Regions from separate parts of the Sus scrofa genome. Here region 1 is linked to region 2. A link is a contact called in public HiChIP or PLAC-seq data. All regions are on one chromosome and are shown on one strand. Each heading gives the region's core, a stretch centred on a gene start, on an enhancer-like site or on the middle of the called end of the contact. The rest is flanking DNA. Distances are from core to core; before and after follow the strand shown. Region 1 holds the start of TRAK2 (trafficking kinesin-binding protein 2). Region 2 holds the start of FAM126B (a long non-coding RNA gene).

Region 1 (5,644 bases), core at 1,391-3,890, 310 kb before region 2:
TGCTATTTGGGCAGCTATTCTCTAACAGAGGATTACAGACATTTCGGCAAAGTGTCCTTAAAAGCATTTCTGTTTACTGAAGACTATTTGGGACCTGACATTAAAATAGAAAGGCAGAGTGAAGTGGAAAGGAAATTCTGAATATTTCCAAAGTCTCCATATACCCCCATCTTTCCTTTCCTATCTTTTCTGTATTATGTTTTTAAAAAACACTAAGCAGATATAAGAATACAGAAAAGGCAATGTTGGACACACTTTTGGTTAATAAATGGTGCCAACTATAAATATACTCCAAGAATTTCCAATGGTTCCATTTATAAGTAAACTTTGCATCTTCCAAAATGATTTAATAGGTAATTAATCTTCCTCATCTGATTAATCACCATTAAATCACTTAGGGTCACTGACCAGCAAATTTGGGAAAGAATCAGGATTAGTAACAGACTAGGAATTAATACCATTTTCTTCTCGCCATATGTTTTAAAATTTTTTGTGTCATTTCCATACAAAAATAATAGTTTCTGTAGGTCGAATATTTTTTATTTTATGATTCTTAGATCTGATTTCTTTTACTTCTTGGAATTTACTGACATATATGAAAGATACGCAGTAATCATACAAATAAGTTCTGTCCACTTTCATTAACGGAGTACTAAGCTCAATAGTTTATGAAGATTCTAACAGATTCAGAGGGTTAAAAGAGCTTCTTCAGATTCAAGGAGCTACTAAAGCACCACCAAAAGTTTCCAGATCTTTCCTAAAAGGTGGTAATGCTCTAAACCTGCTAGTGCCAGGTCTTTCCTTATACCTAACCAATATCTCTTTCATCTAAATTGTGGCTCATTATTTCATTTTAATGAAGTTCCCAAGTCTAATCAAGGTATCTACAAACATCTGAACAAAATGAGAAAGAAAAAGACTTTGCTCACCATAGAGTAGCAGCCAATTTTATTGCTAGGGAAGGATGTCAATTTACTCAGGATATTCAGTATAAACCAAAGACAGAAAACAGGACGAAGAAAAATCTGAGAGTGCTTGATTATTTTGTCACCTGCCATTCACTATCATCAATGTAAGACGCTGGTGTCTGCTGTGTTACAAGAGGGGGAATGCAACACCTGCCCTGCCCACTTTCCAAGGTGACTGAGATCAAATTGAATATTTCATCTGAAAGGGCTCAGAACTAGCAAATATTGTGTCAATATAAGAGCTGAAGAAGATGTTTTGAAAGGTACACTCAGATATTATTGGTGGCAGTACCAAACAATAGGGCTCATTTGGAAAGCAGGTTGGCAATGTTTTAATAATGATAAAAATGTTGGGACATATATAAACTAATATATATACAAAAATCAATCAGTAACAAGGCCTACTATATAGCACTGGGAATTCTATTCAATGCTCTGTGATGGCCTATACGAGAAAAGAATCTGAAAAAGAATCGATATATGTATAGCTGATTTACTTTCCCGTACAGCTGAAGCTAACACAACATTGCAAGTCTACTCCAATTAATTTTTAAATATTCATACCTTTTGACCTAATAAAATTCTCACTTCCATTAACTTATTCTAAGGAAACATCCGAGTAAATGAAAAAACCACACACCTGAAAGTCACTGTGCTATTGACTAAAAAAGCCAAGTATTCACTTCACAAATGTTTAATGAATGCCTGTCATGGGTCAGGCACTGTGCTAGGCACTTGGGACACTCATTAGTGACCACCGCAGACAAGGCCCTGACCACTTGTAGGGGACATTCCCACAAGCAGTAAGATTAGAGATATCATGATTAACTGAATTTCCTGGTTCTCAGGATTTTGTTTCCTGCTTTTCCCACGTAATATAAGTAAGTTCTTAAACAACAAAAATTTTGTAAACTCCATTACACTTTTTTTTTCCCAGAAAAACTCATAAGAAACACAATCTGTGAGAACTGTGCATGGGTTAATCCCAGAGATTTTGCTTTAGATGTGACAGACTATTAAGAGATAATATTATAAGACATTTTGAGGTCAAGGCAGCAGCTGCCCCTGCTAAGGGCAGCGGGGGGAGGGAAGGATAGCTTTGCTGTCATAATTTTCTCCTGCATGCGCTTTCACTAGGTATAAATATAAATTCTTTAAAAAAAATCATGGTGAGACTTGTATTTCTAAATATATTCACAGGTACATCAGTGTGGTCTCTTGCACTTGTATCTAAAAAGCTAATTAGGATAAAGCCTTATAAATAATTTAAATCTGTTCTATATTAATGGTTCCTCCTAAGGCTTTAATCTGAAAGGTTAAATTAACACTTGCTGAGAAAATCAGGAGCGCATCTAAATTACACAACTGGGGAGGGGGGAGAGAATTAGTTAATGTAAACATCCAAAAGAGACCACTGTTACTGGGAATGCAAAAAACCTGATTTAACTGCGCAGAGCTCTAAGATTACTGTAAGTTTCAAAGGGATCCTGGGAACCCATAAAGTCTTAAAAATTAGAGCGACGCACAACTCAGTAGAATTTTCCAAACTTAGCATCGTGACTCACACTTTCAAAAAATATTTACGAAGTGCCTACTGTGTGCCAGGCTCTAGGCTAGGTAGGCGCTGTCACAAATTCTGATCAAGTTCTAAGGGAAAAGGTGCCTGACACAACAAACCCACGAGGAAACAACACAACGCTGAACTTAAATACCGAGGACCAAACGCAGCTTGAGCATTTAATGATGTAAAAGCTTCCTTCCGAGTCCTGTTTTGGGGCACTTTGTTAGCGAACTCACAGAAGGTGTCACACGGAGCGGGGGCCGGAGGGCGTCCTCGGTTTGGAAACTTCTCGAGCGGGGAAGCACGGCCAAAGGTGAGAGCAAGGGTAAGGGTGGGGGTGGCGGGGCCGGGGGAGAGCGCGGCGGGCGGATGGGCCCCCAAACACCTGGCACCGCCAACCCCAGCAGGCGCCGCCTACGCCGCACGCAGGTGCCTCCGCCGCCGCGAGGCCCAGGACTCCCGGGCAGAGCCGGAGCTGCGCGGGGCGCACGGGCCGGTCGCCACGCAGAGCCGGGCTCCCTCCACAGCCCCGCTGGCCGCCCGGGCTCGGGCTTGAGGCAGGGTGGCGAGTTCTAGTCCCGGGCTTCCCGAGGTTAGCGCGAACGCAACCGCGCTCCCTCACGTCCCAACTGTCCCTCCCTTACCCTCCCCGGCCCGGCGTCCCCTCATTACCTAGGCGGCGACCAAAGCCAGCAGCTCTCCTCAGGCAGCCAAAGGTGCAGGGCCCGGGTGCCCGGCCCGCCCAGGGGCAAGGCGAGAGCGCAAGGCCCGCTCCCAGCGCGGGCCGCGAAGCTCAAGAGGGCGGCGCGACCCGGACTGGGACTGTGGGCCTGGAACTCGGCCCCAGCCCGGGGCACCCCGCCGGGACGGGATTCGCCCCACCCCGGCTGCAGGGTCGCGGCCCCGCCTCCCGCCTCGGGGCCGCCGGTTAGGGGGCGTGGCCTTTCGTGCTAGGGGCGTGGCCTAGAGGAAACTGCAATTCCCAGCAGGTAGTGCGCTAGCGCCTTAGAGGCTGCTGGGAGAGTGGGTCTCGTCCTCTCTTCCCCAATTGTGCGGGGCGGGGGACTGTAATTGAGCCGGCGTCGCTGCAAAACCGAAGTCGCCGAGTGATGATGTTGTGAAGTCGCCCACCAGTCCCTGCCACGCCCGGGCGGTTACAGGCAGCGGCGGCCGCTTTGGCTGCTGCTCCTAGGCTGCCGCCGCTTTTAGAATCTTCTCCTTGAAGGAGCGCGGGCGCAGGACCGAGGACCCCGGGCTATTCCTGTAAGTAACCTTCCCGCGCACGACCCGAACTTGCTCTTGCCATCTTCTCTTGAAGGCAGAGGAGCCTCCTCGCCCCGCGCTCCTCCTGGTCCTCGGAGGTCGCGCGCGGACACTGGAGCCGGAGCTGGGTACTGGAGGGCTGGGTGCTCGCCGGGTCCCCGCCCCGCTCTGGGAAGCGGGTGGTTTTCTAAGGATAAGGGCGAAGTGGTGGGCATTGGACTCTGGTCCCCGGGTTCACCCCAGATGCGCCTCTGAGGAGGATTAGCAGTATCCCATCCTCTGCCGGACAGTACTCACCTAGTGCCCCATCCCCGAGCGATGAGCGGCTTTAGTGTCTGGACGTTAAACCTTAAGCCTCAGTCGCCATCTGTGATGGGAGAGAGATGAGACGATAGTGGAAAAGAGCTCTATGTTGAGTTGGGCTTTTCTTGCAATTGATTTTGAGCCAGACGTCTTTTAAAAGAAAGACAGTTGCCTTTAGTTTCAACCGTAAATAATGAATATTGGCAGATATCCTTTTAGTATCAGCATAAAGATAATCTCCCAAACACTTGAAAGACTTCTGGGTCATTTTAATAGTGGTGAACTCGGTTACTTGCCCACGAGCCTTTTATTTAAACCTGCAGTTTCTGCCCCAGAAACAAACTTTTCACTGGAAATTCATCAAGCTAGAATGGACCATAGAAATAAAATGAAAAGGACTCTTCCAGGTTTTTGTTTTTAATTTATTTCAGTCATTTTTCCCCTCAACTTCAAATCTTTGCTGTAGAATTGGAAGTCTGAGCTAGAGTGATCTCCAAATAGCATGTTGACGGTGGTGACATGACACTACAGAAGAAATTGTGAAGGACATTTGGTGGTAAGAAAGGGCAAGCATGAAGACACTTTATCATCTCAGCAGTTATTCCAGCTTTCTGTTTTTAAAATTCAGTAACATTCAGCAAGTCTCAGACATTCATCAAACACTGAAAGACAGTTGTTATATTTACATATCTTTATTCATAGGATGACAGGAGTCAGACAAACATTTGAGTACTTCCAATCAGCCAGGCATCTCAGTTATGAGCTCTACATACGTTGGATCTCTTAATCACTAAAATAATTCTGTTGCATAATCTGAGGTTCAAAAACTTTGCTTATGTAACAAGTAGAGATTCATACCTAGATCTATCTGCCTTACTTCAAAGTGTGGGTCAGGTAACTTGTACCTACTTCAGAATTACTGACCTTAAAAAAAAAAAAAAAATTACTGACCTTAAAGGTTGGAAAAGCATTTTCCAGCATTATTTCCTAATACCGGTTCCTACTGCATACCTTGGACATCTAGAATAAATCCTGAAGCCCTGCTTTAGTGCTTTTGAACCAGTTGTTCTATCTACTTGCAATTCTCATCCTCCACAGAGTTAAAGACCATTACAGGGAGTTCCCGTCGTGGCGCAGTGGTTAACGAATCCGACTAGGAACCATGAGGTTGCGGGTTCGGTCCCTGCCCTTGCTCAGTGGGTTAACGATCCGGCGTTGCCGTGAGCTGTGGTGTAGGTTGCAGACGCGGCTCGGATCCCGCGTTGCTGTGGCTCTGGCGTAGGCCGGTGGCTACAGCTCCGATTCGACCCCTAGCCTGGGAACCTCCATATGCCGCGGGAGCGGCCCAAGAAATAGCAACAACAACAACAACAACAAAAGACAAAAGACAAAAAAAAAAAAAAAAAAAAAAAAAAAAAAAAAAAAAAAAAAAAAAAAAAAAAAGACCATTACAAATGCACCTCTTTACTTATGTAAGCCTTGGTAGGATTGGCCTTTCATCTCAAAAGTCTTTCCAGTTCAAAGGCTTAGTGGTTCTGTAATTGAAAAT
Region 2 (5,925 bases), core at 1,120-3,619:
TACACATTGAAAACCATGTGCAAAAGCACGAATGAATTTCACAAATATAACAATGAAAAAGGGGTGAATCAGAAAAAAATATACACAATTTGGATCCCATTTATATAAATGGAAAGACCCAACAATCCATTTTCTAGGAATGCATCATAGAAGGAAAAATTTAAGTGAAACAAGTAAATGATTATCACAAATTAGGATAGTGGTTATCTCTTGGAGGAGGAGATGGAATCAGAAACTCATACAGGGAGCTCCTAAGGCAGTATTTTTTCAATGTATTGTAATTACCATTCAGGGGCTTTTTGAGACACTTCTTTTCCCTACCACGTTCTCACCCTACCCCACCCTCCATGAAATTTTAATACCACAGTTTATGTACTATGGCTCTTTGAAGGATTTCAAACCATTGTATCATCCAAGGGATTTTTTTCTTTTTTTTGCTCTCTCACCCCATCTCCACAAGAAACAACTTTTACCTCCTTGAAGGCCAATCACCTCTGTTGAGAATACATGTTTAAGTTTTTGCCAATGCTTTATTTTCTAACCTGAGGGGTAGTGACCAAGTGTTTGTTTAATTATAATTCTTAAAAATGTACTCATGTTTTATACACCCTTCTGTTATGCATACTTCACAATAAAAACTAAAATTAGATAAAGTGACTTAAATTGTGCCAAGGACTTAAGAAGAGGCGATTATTTCAGTTTCAGAGCTGTTCAAATAAGAATAGCAAGGAAATTAGTTCAACAGGAAAAGAACATGTAATCACGATTTTTTTTCACCTCATTCTATCTAAAAGTTTGGTGGAGATCAACTTTCACTAAATAAGGCTGGCATACTTTGCCTAGAAAGGAAACAAAAAGAGTAATTCCACTTACACTATAAGTATTTTCGCAGTTTGCTAAAGACTTTGAAGTATATATCCTAACTTCCCCTCACTTTAAAAACTGCGAATACGGGGAGTTCCCGTAGTGGCGCAGTGGTTAACGAATCCGACTAGGAACCATGAGGTTGCGGGTTCGGTCCCTGCCCTTGCTCAGTGGGTTAACGATCTGGCGTTGCCGTGAGCTGTGGTGTAGGTTGCAGATGCGGCTCGGATCCTGCGTTGCTGTGGCTCTGGCGTAGGCCGGAGGCTACAGCTCCGATTCGACCCCTAGCCTGGGAACCTCCATATGCCGCGGGAGCGGCCCTAGAAATGGCAAAAAGACAGAAAAAGCAAACAAATAAACAAAAAAAACCAAAACTGCGAATACGGTAGTAACATTAGAACACAAAAGACAAATTATCTATTTTCACATGTGATGTCTCTTCCAGCCCCTTTATCTGCATATATGCAATTTAAAAATAGTAATCACTGTAGTTCCCGTCTTGGCTCAGTGGAAACAATCCGACTAGGAACCATGAGGTCGCAGGCTCAATCCCTGGCCTCGCTCAGCAGGGTTAAGGATCTCGTGTTGCCATGAGCTGTGGTGTACGTCGCAGACGAGGCTCGGATCTGGCATTGCGGTGGCTCTGGCCTAGGCTGGCAGCAACAGCTCCGATTAGACCCCTAGCCTGGGAACCTCCATATGCCACGGGTGCGGCCCTCAAAAGACTAAATAAATAAATAAATAAAAACAGTAATCACTGCAAAAATTGATGTGGTTTTGTACCCTTTTTTTTCACTTTAACATTATGTCATAAACATTCATACCAGAAAAATCTTAAATCAAACCTATACTATGCATGACGGTAAGGCAGGTATTACAGTTATTCCTATTTTACAAATATTCAATTTGAGAGCTGGTAAACCAAAAAACATGGGGCAAGGGGGTGCTGCAAGTGGCAGAAGTGGAAAAATAGCATCTGTACCTAGCAACCACAAGGATTCTCACTACATCCTTCTACAATCACCTCTCACAACTCAAAGACTTCATAGTTCTCCGCTGCTAGTTCTTCGATCTCCTTCAATTTTGAGTTACATATTCTCATCATCTTTCCTCATTTAGTCTCTCCTTTTTGACAGTTCCCAGGATAGAGTCTCATTCTTATTCTCGATCAACAGATCTCCCACCAAATCCCCAATTTACCTGACAGCAATCTGACCTCTCAGGACACTCAACATTCAACCCTCCAGCCGGAGGCAACCGGAAACGGAAGTTGTCACCTTGAGTACCTCACGGCAGGAAAGCAGAGGAGAATTTTAATACCCTGGTCCTGGGGGCACAGATTCCTGGTCCAGGTGGAGATGACATGAAGATGGCTGGAAGTGGGAAATTTCCCCGCATATCTGTGCATCTGGAGTCTGACTGATGTAAGAGAAACAGTGAAGGACCCAAGGGCGGGGAAGAGCAACGAGTCTTTGTTGGGAGACCGGAATCTTTAGACGCTGCACAAAGGGAGGGCCGCGGCCATTTTTCTCCAATCAACGGAGCTGTTGTTGGAGCGTGGACCCACCCAATGGGAGGGCCGGTTGTTGCGCTGCAGTTGGCAGGCTGCTGCGGGAGGCGGTGGCGGTAAGAAGCCGGAGGCAGCGGGGTGACAGGTAGGCGGCGGCGCTGTCTTTAGGGGACACGGAGTACCAGAAAAGAGGGATTTTCTTTTTCTCTGGCTGCAGGGAGTATAGAGAGGATCTAACGTGGGTGGTTCGGAAAGGGCGGTAGCTGGAGTGTTTGTGGTTCCGGAACCTTTCAGAGACCAGGTAGCAGCTTGGGAGGGTCGTGAGGAAGAGAAAGCAGCCGAGGCGGGTGGAGGCTGAGCCCAGTGGCGACGTGGGGGCCTCGGGCGTGGGGGGCTGCGGAGGCGCCGGCGGAGACCGGAAAGAGGCGGGAGCAAGACGGTTTAATGAGGGCTGGAGGACTCCTTGCATGAAGCTCCAAGAGAGAAGAGGACGCGGCATTGCAGGCACCTGAGAGAAATCCTAGGGCTTGCTTCGTAGGGCCATTTCTCCGGGTGGGGACGGAGGGAGCGGAGAAGAAATATTTACTGGCGGTCAGATCCTTGAAACTCTTCATAGCTGTGCATTATGTAATCCATGGCTGTTATTTACCCAAACAAGTAGGTTGCCCTCCTGGAAGAAGAGATCTTGCAACCTATTGATATGTCAGAATAGTTTTTTTCACTGCTTTGACTGTTTTCTACCCTGGCAGGCTCTGTGGGCGAGGAAGCATGAAGGATAGAGTAGTCACGAAGAGCTCATCCCAAATATGGACTTGGGCTGAGAGATAATGTTTGTTTGAGATGAGCGTGGCCAGGTTCACGTTTTATAGTTCGTGAATTTGTTTTGAGGGTCAAGGCTAATTTAAAAAAAATTTTTTTTTAATCTTCAGGAAAGTGGAGAGCCTCAAGAACTTATATATACTACGAGGTAAGTGCAAGTTGGAAAATGACTAGATAATTAGTTGGTAGATTTTTTTTTTTTTACCCCCTAAATATTATGAAAGTTAGAGACTGTGAAAATAAGGTGGTGGTCTGAATTCGTTTGGTTTTTTGTTTCTGTTTTTTTTTTTTTTTTTTTTTTTTTTTTTTTTTTTTTGCCGGGGGAATCACCTTTTTAAGTAATTTGCTCTGTAAGTTGAGAAGCTATTTATGAATTATTTATTTCTTGGGTTTAAAAAGTATGTTCTTTGTATCTCTCCAGTAGAGGTAAAATGCATTTATAGACATAATTACTTGTACATCATCGTGGGTTTTTTTTTTTTAGTTTTTTTAATTCATTTTTTGCACAATGAAATGTAGAATTAAAATAGGAATTCCATTCAGTGTGTATTATGAAATGACAGACTATGAAAAACTTGATTTTATAGCTCACTGTTTTAAAGGAAGCATTATAAATGTCTAAAATGTAAGCTGATTGAAAAGTTGCTTTTAGCTTGGAAGATAAAGACTAATGTAGTATTAGCAAGTGTATCATTTTCCTGAGCTTACTTTAATACTGCATGTCAGAAAAACTTTCTAAGATGTGATTTTTTTCTCTTACTAATAAATTATATTAATATAACCCAGAAACTAAATCTAAAAATGCCTTTATGAATGTCATTTAATAAAGAGGTGTATCATTAGAGTTTGTTTTTAAATGTTTAGAGTGCTGAGATATTTATCAGTGTTTCGGATAATAATTTTGACGCTTGGTGTTTCATTCTTTGTCTTTTTATCTTTTGGCAAGAACAATACTCTCAGTCACAGAACAGTTCTGTTTCCATTTTAGGTATAGGTCTTTAGTGTGAGTATATGTGAATAAATCTCTGCTTTTATGCTGGGTGGTATGTGTGTCTCTATGTGTGTATGTGTTTCTTCTGATTATGTAACCAGCCTACTAGAGCTGTCTTAGAGAACTAATGGTTGATTTTGAATGGCCAGTAGGTGTCATTGTGGAATGTAATAAAGTTGAACATTGAGTAGGAAATTACTAAGTGGTTTAAGGAACACTAGTCCAAATTAGAACATAATAATGATTGGCTGATTATTTATACATCATTAGAAATCCTCTTTTCTGGTGCATTCCAGTATTGGAGTTGATTATAAGGAATTTGAAACAAAGGCTGTAAAGAAGTATAGTTGTTTGCTCTAAAATGGACCTTGAAAGTTTTTAAATCTAACTCTTAAGCTATCTTGACATGCAGTATGGATTTAGGATTGTTTGATTGTTTTTTTTATATAGTTTTGGCATCTTATTGTAGTTTATTAGGTTCTAGAATGATTAAAATTTTCAGCTTGACTGAATTTTATAATAGAAAAACCAATGCTACATAATGAAATTCTAAAATGATAAGATGGGGGCAAAAAGTCTTCAAACAAGTTATCAGCTGCACCAAATAGTACTTTATTATTGTTCTTTTAACGTAAGAATAAAAGAGTTTTTTTCTTTTTCTGTGGCTTATTTTTGTTGTCCAAAATAGCTTTTTACATTTTTATCTGACTAGTAGACTGTGTGCTTTTCTCAGGATGATGAACTGAACATTCATCATTGTCTAAAATGTAATATAATGGATTCTGGAGGGAGCTGGCACAGAAAGCTCTAAAGGTAGCTTATAGCTGCTGTTAGTACATCCCTTGACCTGCAGAGCTTTCTGCTGTGCTCTTGTCACTTTGTAGCTCAGTTTCTTTTGCCTGCTATTGATAGCAATGTTAAAAAATAGAATTGGACCTGATTCAGGAATTCTCCATGAAAGTGGAGAATTACATATATATCAGAATAATCTGAGTATTTTTTAAAAGGCACACATACATATCCAGTATATCATCTCCATTTCTCTGCAGAATAGGGGGAATATGAAAAGAGGTAGATATATTTTGAAGGACAAAAAAAATCCCCTAGATAATATGGTCCACCATGGCCTGCCACTTGAAAATCATTGATCTAACTCAAGGCTCTTATACTGTAATGTGAACTAGAATAGTAGTTTTAGCTTGAGAAAAAGGGCTTCTAAATCTATCAATATTTTTATAGCTCAATAAAATTTCATCATTTAATGTCATAGCTGGGATGGATTTTCTAGCCAGGAGCTAAAGTTGCCAGAAATAAAAATTGTGCTGAATGTTTTGGTTGGGATTGGTTTTTACTTGGCACTTAGCTGAATTACATAAACCAAACTAAATTTCTTTCATGATTCAGACCTTTGCTTTGCACAGATATTTACTCACATCTTGTTCTTTTAATGTCTTTGAAAGCTATCTAGATCTAGATTAAACTAGAATTGGAAATTAAGAAATTTTCATGATAAAAGTTTTTCTTAAATAATATTGCTGTGATATGGAGTTCCTGTCGTGCCTCAGCAGAAAAGAATCTGACTAGTATCCATGAGGACGAAGGTTTGATCCCTGGCCTCACACAATAGGTTAAGGATCTGGTGTTGCCATGAGCTGTGGTGTAGGTCACAGACATGGCTTGGATCCCCTGTTGCCTTGGCTGTGGCTTAGGCCAGTGGCTACAACTCTGATTCCACCCCTAG

What was found. HiChIP or PLAC-seq counts read pairs in DNA pulled down with a chosen protein or histone mark.
Region 1: an H3K27ac HiChIP or PLAC-seq map of skeletal muscle shows a contact between it and region 2. The contact joins the promoter of TRAK2 here to the promoter of FAM126B in region 2. A contact is called at or near these places in 1 of 5 promoter capture datasets (liver) and 1 of 2 datasets of contacts at active chromatin or transcription factors (skeletal muscle).

The regions. Positions count from the first base shown.
Region 1 is chr15:105,053,050-105,058,693 of Sscrofa11.1, reverse strand. TRAK2 (trafficking kinesin-binding protein 2) reads left to right here and starts at 2,640. Exons shown (of 16, transcript XM_021075699.1): 1 at 2,640-2,842. It overlaps STRADB (STE20-related kinase adapter protein beta), which reads right to left and starts at 3,476. Exons shown (of 12, transcript XM_003133587.5): 1 at 3,202-3,476.
Region 2 is chr15:104,744,132-104,750,056 of Sscrofa11.1, reverse strand. It overlaps FAM126B (a long non-coding RNA gene), which reads left to right and starts at 2,369. Exons shown (of 12, transcript XR_002339352.1): 1 at 2,369-2,519; 2 at 3,304-3,341. NDUFB3 (NADH dehydrogenase [ubiquinone] 1 beta subcomplex subunit 3) reads right to left here and starts at 2,222. Exons shown (of 4, transcript XM_021075852.1): 1 at 2,065-2,222.